2 separate regions of the Mus musculus genome follow, and region 2 is linked to region 1. A link is a contact called in public HiChIP or PLAC-seq data. All regions are on one chromosome and are shown on one strand. Each heading gives the region's core, a stretch centred on a gene start, on an enhancer-like site or on the middle of the called end of the contact. The rest is flanking DNA. Distances are from core to core; before and after follow the strand shown. Region 1 has its middle 7.0 kb from the start of Zfp710. Region 2 overlaps Crtc3 (CREB regulated transcription coactivator 3).

The links. HiChIP or PLAC-seq counts read pairs in DNA pulled down with a chosen protein or histone mark.
Region 2: a contact with region 1 is called in an H3K27ac HiChIP or PLAC-seq map of large pre-B cells, with 2.5 times the contacts expected there. The contact joins two enhancer-like sites. A contact is called at or near these places in 1 of 39 promoter capture datasets (pre-B cells), 1 of 115 datasets of contacts at active chromatin or transcription factors (large pre-B cells) and 1 of 9 other capture datasets (liver).

What each region holds. Positions count from the first base shown.
Region 1 is chr7:80,016,794-80,021,621 of GRCm38.p6, forward strand. No RefSeq gene overlaps it. Among named protein-coding and RNA genes, the nearest start is that of Zfp710, 7.0 kb to the right of the region's middle. Within about 2 kb of position 2,173, at least 60 of the 459 cell types and tissues checked have an H3K27ac peak or open chromatin away from gene starts, as enhancers often do. A contact at or near this core is called in liver and pre-B cells, where this site is marked.
Region 2 is chr7:80,639,683-80,644,510 of GRCm38.p6, forward strand. All of the region lies in intron 2 of Crtc3 (CREB regulated transcription coactivator 3), which reads right to left. Gm15880 (predicted gene 15880) reads left to right here. Exons shown (of 5, transcript NR_040343.1): 5 at 2,287-4,702. Among named protein-coding and RNA genes, the nearest start is that of Gm51450, 5.8 kb to the right of the region's middle. Within about 2 kb of position 1,934, at least 123 of the 459 cell types and tissues checked have an H3K27ac peak or open chromatin away from gene starts, as enhancers often do. A contact at or near this core is called in liver and pre-B cells, where this site is marked.

The DNA.
Region 1 (4,828 bases), core at 923-3,422:
TTCTTTTTCTTTTTCTTTTTTTTCTTTCTTTTTTTTTCTTTTTCTTTTTTTGTTTTTTTGTTTTTTTTTTTTTTTGGTTTTCTGAGACAGGGTTTCTCTGTGTAGCCCTGGCTGTCCTGGAGCTCACTTTGTAGACCAGGCTAGCCTCGAACTCAGAAATCCACCTGCCTCTGCCTCCCAAGTGCTGGGATTAAAGGCGTGCACCACCATGCCCAGCTGGAAAATAACTTTTTAATGTACATTTTCCCCCCAGGTATTTTATATGTGCTTTTCTGGGTAAGATACATATATGCACAAACTTACAAAAATATAATACTGATTTATGTATAATTTACTATCTAATTAGGGGTGTTAGGAACATTCTCCACGGTTAAGTATTTTTCAAAATCTTGCCCATTACCCGGTGTGGCTCACTCAATGGCAGAACCTTTGCCTAGTATGCCCAAATTGTGGGATATTAGGTTCTTTTCTTCCTTCATTTTCCGTTTTTATTTTCCATGTTTGCTAATATGCTAACACTTTGATAAACATTCCTATTAGGAAGAGTGATCAATTCTCCAACTTCTAGAACTTTCAGGGCCTGGTGCTGTGGGACTATAATCCTAGCTATTAGAGAGCAGAGGCAGGAACAAGAACAGCCTAGGATACAGAGGGAGTTCAAGGGCATCCTGGGTAACTTAGCATGACATCTGAAGATTTAAAACCAAGGGGCTGGAGAACTGACTCGGCAGTTAACAATGCTTGCTCTTAGAGCCGGGCATGGTGGCACACACCTTTAATTCCAGCACTCGGGAGGCAGAGGCAGGCGGATTTCTGAGTTCGTGGCCAGCCTGGTCTACAAAGTGAGTTCCAGGACAGCCAGGGCTATACAGAGAAACCCTGTCTCAAAAAACCAAAAAAAAAAAAAAAAAAAAAAGAATGCTTGCTCTTCCAGAGGACCAGATTCAGCTCCCAGCACCCATGTTGGGCCGCTCACAACCGCCTGTACCTCCAGAAGATCTGAGGTCCTCTTATAGCCTCCAAAGACATTTGTACATGTGGTACCCACTCACTCAGACACAGCAGACAAAACGGTGGTGGGACGCCTTTAATCCCAGCACTTGGGAGGCAGAGGCAGGCGGATTTCTGAGTTCGAGGCCAACCTGGCCTACAAAGTGAGTTCCAGGACAGCCAGAGCTACACAGAGAAACCCTGTCTCAAAACAAACAAACAAACAAACAAACAAACAAACAAAAAGCCAACAAAATCTAAGAAGAAAGTGCTGAAGAGATGTCTCAGCAGTTAGGGGCACTGGCTGCTCTTCCAGAGGACCCTGGTTCAATTCCCAGGCTCACAGCCACTTCTAGCTCTAAACCTAGGGGAGTCTGTACCTCCTTCTAGCCTTCTTGGGCACTGTACACACATGGTACACAGACATACAGGTTCACACATAATTTCTTTTTTAACTAAACTGAAGAGAGAGTTGAAGATCTAGTATAGCGATAGAGTTCTTGCCCAGCCTGTGCAGGGTCCAAGGTTCAATTCCAGTGTTATGAAAAAATAAAATAAAAATTCTAGAACTAGACTTACAAAAAAAAAAATCAAGAGGTAGAAACTATTAAACTTTCCTTTTTAAAATATAGTTTTAAGCTGGGCATGGTGGTGCACACTTTTAACCCCAGCACTCCAGGGGCAGAGGCTGATAGATCTCTGGGAGTTCAACTTGTTTACAGAGCAAGCTTCAGGACAGCCAAGGTTACGGAGAGAAACCCTATATAGAAAAACCCGATATTGATCTTCAGCACTGAGCCATCGCTTCAGGCCAAACTTCCCTGAATCTGACCAAGTTTTGCATCAACTTTACCCTCCCATAATAATTAATATAATCATGGTCTTATTTATACATTACTCATTTGTTTAAGGAAGCTGGCCGTTGCCTGTTTATTACCATTATGAAACTTTTCTGTGGCAAATGTTTCTTCCTCTTTTTTTTTTCTGGGGTGGGGGTGGGGTAGGGTGGGGTGTGAAGTTAGCTCCCGATAGCTAGCTTCACACTCACTCTGTACCCGAGGGTGACCTTGGGCTCCTGATTCTCTGGCCTCCCATTCCCAAGTACTGGAATTACAGACATCTGACTTTGTTAGTTTTCTTTTTTCTTCTTTTCTGGGAGAAAGGAGAAGGGAAACAGAGACTCTTGTAGCGCAGGCAGGCCCCAAATTTATGATGTAGCTACAGCTGACCTTGAACTAATTCTCTTCTCTGATTCTTTTTTTTTTTTTTTTTTTTTTTTTTTTTTTTTGGTTTTTCGAGACAGGGTTTCTCTGTATAGCCCTGGCTGTCCTGGAACTCACTTTGTAGACCAGGCTGGCCTCGAACTCAGAAATCCACCTGCCTTTGCCTCCCGAGTGCTGGGATTAAAGGCGTGCGCCACTATGCCCGGCTCCTCTCTGATTCTTACGGGGGTGGGATTACAGGTGTACCACATCACACTTTTTCTCCAGATGTCTTAGGCAGTGTATATGGTCAGGCACGCCACCCCAGCTTGTGGTTCCTGCAGCGTCCACGTCATCTCCCCTGGAGTCTTCCCCCTTTCCATGGCTGGATGCTAGTTGGGAGATTTGATTTTAAAAACCAAATTTCAAAGCATGAGAAAGGTAGTTAATCCCACCACTTTAATCCTAGAACTCAGGCAGCAGAGGCAGGTGGATCTCTGTGTTCAAGCTGGGACTACAGAGTGAGTTCCAGGGTAGCCAGGGCTACACAGAGAAACACCTGGCTGGAAAAACCAAAAGCTAAGAAAACATGGAATATTAGATATTACAATTAAATACTGCTGATAGATTTAAAAAAGGTTCCACTGGCTTATCCTATGGAAGACACTGGTCCTTTTGTTTTTGTTTGTTTGTTTGTTTGTTTTGTTGTTCTTTTGAGACTGTGTAGACCAGGCTGGCCTCGAACTCTGACATTTGTCTGCCTCTGCCTCTTCAGTGCTGGGATCAAAGGTGTGTGTGCCACCATGTCTGGCAAGAGACACAGGTCTTACTAAGCACCAGTTAATCTCCCCATAGCGTCAGTCACTCTAATAGATGTTAGTGTAGTCGGGGCATAGGGGAAGGGTACACTCCATCTCTTTTCCTGGCTTATAGGACCCCTCAAACTCAAGGCCTGAAAGATAACCGCTCCTCCCTCAGGAAATTGAGGATTCATAAACCTTTTTTTGATTCATGAATCTTAAAACACACCTATCTTCCAGTTTTACCTAGGAGAGACCACTCTGGGGTCCTGAAATGCTGGAAAGAGGCCTATATGTGTTACTTGTAATAGAAACAGCTGATCGCTTTCTAGTGTCAATCTGGAAGATTCTCTTCTGCTTACAGTAAATCAGGGTGTTAGCTACACAGTAACATCTGGGCTTGGCCCTCACTGGGATCACCTGGCACCAATGGGCTTTCACAATTTACAAGATACAGTGTCTGGTATGTTCTGTCACTAGCTGCTAAATTTCATTCTTTCTAGCAAAGCCAAGAAATGAACATTAATTACTTTAGTTACTGAGATGTTACTGAGGCGGGGCATCTGCCCAGACAGGTTCTCCCAGGGAGGCAACAGGTAAGAAAGATAGTGGGAAGCTAGTTGTGATCCCGGAAGGACTTCAGAGGGGGAGGCCCAGGCAGGGAGATTCAGATTTCAAGGTTATCCTTAGCTATACAGCAAATGTGAGACCAGCCTGGGTTACATGAGACCCATCTGAGAGAAAGAGAGACAGAGACAAAGACAGAGAAGATACTGAGGGACCCTGCTCCTCTGAACCAGGCCACATACAGAAAACCCAACCAGAAACCTTAGCTGCAAATTCTGGCTTAGCTATGATAAAGTGCTGTGTAAGCCAGGCACAAAAACGACTGCATCTGGTCAGGACTATGCTTATTATTCCATTAGAGGCGAGAGGAGCTTGAGAGTCCCAGCCAGCCTGGGTTGTATAATGAGTTCAAGGCCAGCCCAAGACACATAGTAAAAATCTTGTTTCAAAAGACACTAGAGCTGATGACACTCAGCAGATAAGAGCGACTGCAGCCAAGCCTGATGCCTAGAGTTCCATCCAAGGGGCCTACACTGTAGAAGACCATGGTATGCTTGCATCCCAACAAAACAAATCAACCAATTCCAAAACTAAAATCAAGGCTAATTGTAGCTATTTAAAACAGAAACAATAGCAAAAAAAAAAAAAGTTTATCATAGTAGTTTTCTTTGTTGTTGTTTTGTTTTTCAAGACAGGGTTTCTTTTGTCCTGGAACTAACTCTGTAGACCAGGCTGGACCTCATAGAGATCTGCCTATCTCTGCTTCCCTAGTGCTGGGATTAAAGACTTGCACCCCCACTGTGCCCGCTACATAGGGGTTTCGTAACATTGAAAATCTGTGCATATCCCAATAATTTGTATATATACAAAGATACCATGAGATAGTGTGATTTGTTATGAATGTCACTCTACAGTGTTTACAGACAGGACAAGATATTTATAACATATTACTGGATCAAACTGGTGTCAACTCGGTAAAGTGATACAATTTTGTTAAATTTATTTTTAAAAATCACATTTGCTTTTTTGTAATTTTATTTATTTATATGTGTATATATGTGTATTTATTTATATGTGTATATGGTATATGCATGTGTGCTTTTTGAAGGGGGGAGGTGTTGATGACAATTGTTTTCCTGTATAGTTTCCAACTTTTTTTTCTGAATGTTCATGTGTATGTCATGTGCATGGAAGTGCTCGCAGAAGGCAGAAGCGGAGGGGAGGGCACTGGGTCCTCTGGAGCTGCACTTGCAGGTGGTTGTGAGGTGC
Region 2 (4,828 bases), core at 684-3,183, 620 kb after region 1:
AAGTGAAAGTCACAATCAGCATGGAACGAAGAACATGATGTGTGCTAACCCTTGTAACGTATATAAAGTATGCTAACCCTTGTGACATATATAAAGTGTGCTATAACCCTTGTGACTTATATAAAGTGTGCTAACCTGTGTGACATATATAAAGTGTGCTAACCTGTGTGACATATATAAAGTGCGCTAATCCGTGCAACCATTTCACCATTTGTTCCAACACTGGAATGAAATGAGGAAGCTAGAACCCTGTCCCCCACTTTGACTTTCTGTGTTTCTTACTTCTGCTTACTTGGGGGAATATTTGAGGTTTTATAGTTTCTGGGAATCATTTGTAATAGTGATGGGGTGACAAGCTGACGCACTGACTGTCACTGGTTTGTGTCATAGCTGGGCTGTGGAGAGAGCCAGGGTGAGTGTCAGCTTAATGAGGATGCTAACCTTGGCTTGCTCTTCTTTCTGGGGCTATAAGCCAACCTTAAAGCCCATTCGCTGAAGCTGAAGCTGAAGCAGAGGACCAGGTGCAGCAGATGGCATGCACACCTCCTCCCTGACCCAGGGATGCAGAAATGCTTCCCGGAGGATGCTGGTCCCAGTAGGCAGAGTCAAATAAAGGCAAAGTTCTCTCAGACTAAAAGCAAGGGTTTGTTTCTTAGCTGCTGAACAGACAAGTCAGGGGCACTTAGGGTCAAGAGTAACTGGGAAAATCCTGGTCCACAGCTGGGAAGACAGCTCAGGCGGTAAAGTGCAGGCCTGGCATGTACAAAGCTTGGTTCCATCTCAGCACCCCGTAACAGGGCATGGTGGTCACACAGCTGTACTCCCAGCACACAGAGGTAGGAGGTGGACCCCAAAACAGTTCAAGGTCATCCTCAATTGCACAGCAAACTGAAGGCAGTCTGAGCTACACGAGACACTGTTTCAAAAAGAAAATAAGTATTTATTCACACTCTCAACAAATGAAAAATATAAAGATTGAGAGTGTGAGACACCGCTGATCCCATTTCCCCTTCTTGCTTCCTGATAGACAGCCAGGGTAATGGCTGCATGAGCCCTTCAATGAACGACTGTGTAAGCACAGCAAGTGGGAGCGGACCTTACTTCTACTCTTCTCTTTTAGCACGGATAGTAACATGGTATACATTACAGCTGGCTATAATGTATATGGACTGATGCAGCTGTGTGTGCATGTGAGGAGGCACCTCTGGTCCATTACCGCTCTTTTCTGAAAGACTTTCTCACTGCTCTGGAACTTGCTAAGCAGACTGGCCAGTGACTCCAGCTCTTCAGGGCCCAGATTACAAGCACAGCACACCTGGCTTTTATGAGTGTTCCGGGGATTGAACCCACGTCTTCCTGGGTTTACTGAATTACTCCAACCCACTTTTTATTTTTTAATTTTTTTTTCAATACTAGGGATTAAACTCAGGGTCCTGCTACTGAGCTGAGTCCATGTCCTCAGCAATTGCTTTTTAATGTTACTTTTTTAAAAATAGGTATTTACTTTTATGTGAAGGTAGGACAGGGTAGTGTGGAGGGCAGCACACATGCCACAGCCCACGTGTAGTGGTCAGAGCACTTTCAGGACTCAGGTCTCTCCTTCCACCATGCGTGTTCTGCTGACTGAACTCAATCATCAGGCATGGCAGCAATCCTTTAACAGCTGGGCTACCTTGTTGGTCTTGCTCTTTAAACATTCTCACTCTTTCACTAAATCCCTGGGCTGATTCCACCTTCAGTTTTGTTTACAGCTGCTCCTCCTCCTGTCTTCTTTTTTCTTCAGTAATCCTTCTGCTCCAGCCTCTGGAGAGCTGGGACTGCGACACTGTTTCTTTGCTATCTTTCACTTGTCCATATCCTCAGTGGGGTAGTTTCCCCCACAGACCACGGTTTCTCTAAGCCCTTGACAGGGCCAGGATCTCACCCCCCACCCCCCCACACACACACTTCTTCCTCTTTCTCCTCTATTGGCTCTTCCCATGAGCACATGAGCCCAGCCAAGGAAGGCTCTCACGCGTGAAGCTGGGGGAGGGGCAGGACAGAAGGATTCACCATTCTCCCTCCAAGCAGTCTGAGCAGCCACACCTCCTCAGTACCCTGCTCAGCTCTCAACTCCCAGCCCTGTCCACTCCACTGAAACTCCCAGGGCACCACAGCCTTTCCTTGTCACTAAATACAAATGGACTTTTCAGTACCTAAGTCACTGATATCTCAAGTATCTGAAACTGGGATTATGTGTAATATTTTAGAACCTGTTCCATGATTCCATGATTCCTGTCTCTGCAGACTTCTGAACACAAGAGCCATCCTTCAAATGCTAACTTCTCCAGGAAGTGGTCAGTCACACACTCTACCAACAGCCCAGATCTCTCCAGAGCTGCCGACTGCAGTCAACGCCCCAAGGGCTGGGTGCCTGGCACTTCAGTGGAGGTCACTGTGCGCCACCCTCTCACCTGGCACTAACTTGTCACTTTGCACTTCCTCAGGCACTGGCCCCATGGGGCTGCCTAAGCCCAGTGTTTGGGGCCCCCCTTGAGCACTTTCCCTTTCCCCTCTCCCCCTGGGCCATACGCGATGCTGGTTATGGTGTCCCCGATGACCCCGTGTCTCCCACACCCTTCCTCCTTAACTCCATCCACTTTCCCCTCCGTATCTGAAAAAGCCTTGGGATTTGCTGTTTTATTTTTGATTGTTTTGAGTCAAAGTCCCACTTGTGTAGCCCAGGCTGGTCTGAAACTTACCGGATCCACATGGTGTGACACCATGGTGAGCTATAACAGACTTTTGGTCTTTATTCTTGTCACCTCTACATTGCTTCCACACTGCAGTCAGAAGAAGCCCCTGAAACATGAGTCTAATGGCACTGCTTAGCAGTGCAAACGTTATTAACAACACTGCTTTTAAAAATACTTTTGTCTTGGTTACTTTTCTCTTGCTGTGATAAGACACCAAGACCAAGGCAACTTAAGAAGACAGCGTTTACTGGTGGTTCAGTTTCAGAGGGCTCGGTTCCACGCCCATCTTGGCCAGGAGCACGGCAGCAGGCAGACAGGCCTGGTGCTAGATCAGTAACTAAGAGTATATTTAGAGCCACAGTAGGAGGCAGAGAGTTAAGTGTAAATTGTCTGGGCTCTTGGAACCTCCAAGTCTGCCCCTATTGGCAAATGTCCTTAAACAAAACCATGCCATCTAATCCTTCTCTCCAACTGCTCCAATAACTGGGGACCCAGGATTCAAATACATCAGCCTATGGGGGCCATTCTCATTCAAACCTCTAAAACCCCAAATGAGCCTAAAATAAAAATAAGATAAACTTAAAAACCATCGTGGAAATAAACATTCAATAGCCTGGGGGTGGGAGCTAGGGACTGAAAAGCCACATGAAAATAAATCAATATGTATAAGTGTAATATAAACCTATAGTAATTAGTCAAACAGTGTGGCACTGGTACAGGGGTAGACACATCAACGAAGAGGAAGCCAGGGGTGGCCCATGCCTGCAACTCAAGCACTGCACCACTGTGCGACAGTCCCACACCCCACATGTTTTTAAATTTGCATGAAAAAAAATCCCATCATAAAAATCTAATAAATAGCAAACTGTGAAAATACTTGCAACTCAAATCACAGAAAACTGGCCACATTTTCTAAAACATAACAACTCAACCACCAAAATTAAGGGTAAAAGATGTGTCGTGCAGCTAAAGATAGTACAAAACCACAGGCGGGGGTTGGGGGGGAGGTGCATTTATAAAAGAAAAGCGAATGAAAACTACACAGAAGATCTGGAGAGATGGCTCAGAGGGCAAAGCACAAGAGATCAGATCCCCAGCGCCTACGTGCAATGCTGGCATGATGTAGGCATCTGCAGCCCCAACTCTCAGGAAATCACACAGGGGGATCCCTGACATCTGCTGGCTAGCCAGCCTAGCACTCTAGAGAGAAAGAGCCTGCCTCAAAACACACACACACACACACACACACACACACACACACACACACACACACACACACAGGCAAATGAACAAAACCAGAGGGGCTGGCAAGGTGGCTCAGTGGGCTAGGGGGCCTGGTATACGCAGCTGCAAATAACCAAAGACCCTGCCTCAAACACGGTAAGGACTGATCTCCAAGGCTGTCTCCGACCTCACCCTGTTATACAGTACACACTGGTGTACCTGTACTCACATACTTGAACACATATGCACGTACACAATACACACACATACAAGTGCATGTTTCAAAAAAAAAAAGATTTTTAAAAAACACAAGGTTGATGGCTCCTGAGAAACCACACCTACGGGTGACCTTAGGCTTCCATGCAACTGTGCACCTGCACACACTTAGCATCGCTACACACAAGCATCTCTCTCTCTCTCTCTCTCTCTCTCTCTCTCTCTCTCTCTCTCTCTCTCTCATGGACACACATCCTACATACAGGCATTTTACAAGCTTAAGAAAGATTAGCAAAGATCACAAATTTTGGCGAAACCTTGGGCCTGATTTGGGTAGCCAGGCTCTCTGACAGAACAGACATGGGTATAAACTGGTAGACATTCTAGAGAGGATGACCTGACAAAATACAACGTAAAATTACAACTGTTCCAGAAACTCGCTTCTAGAAAGTGTTCTTGCAGCTATACCTGTCTGTATAAAACTGTATGTGTATAATAAAATAAATTGTGCGATGTTCATGTAATAGAAGACTGTGTTTTGGTTTGTTTTGATTTGATTTGTTTTAAAGAGGGGCTGTGGAGATGGCTCAGTGGGTAAAGTGTTTGCCACTTGAGCATAAGAACCTGATTTGGATCCCCAGTGAGAGACTCTG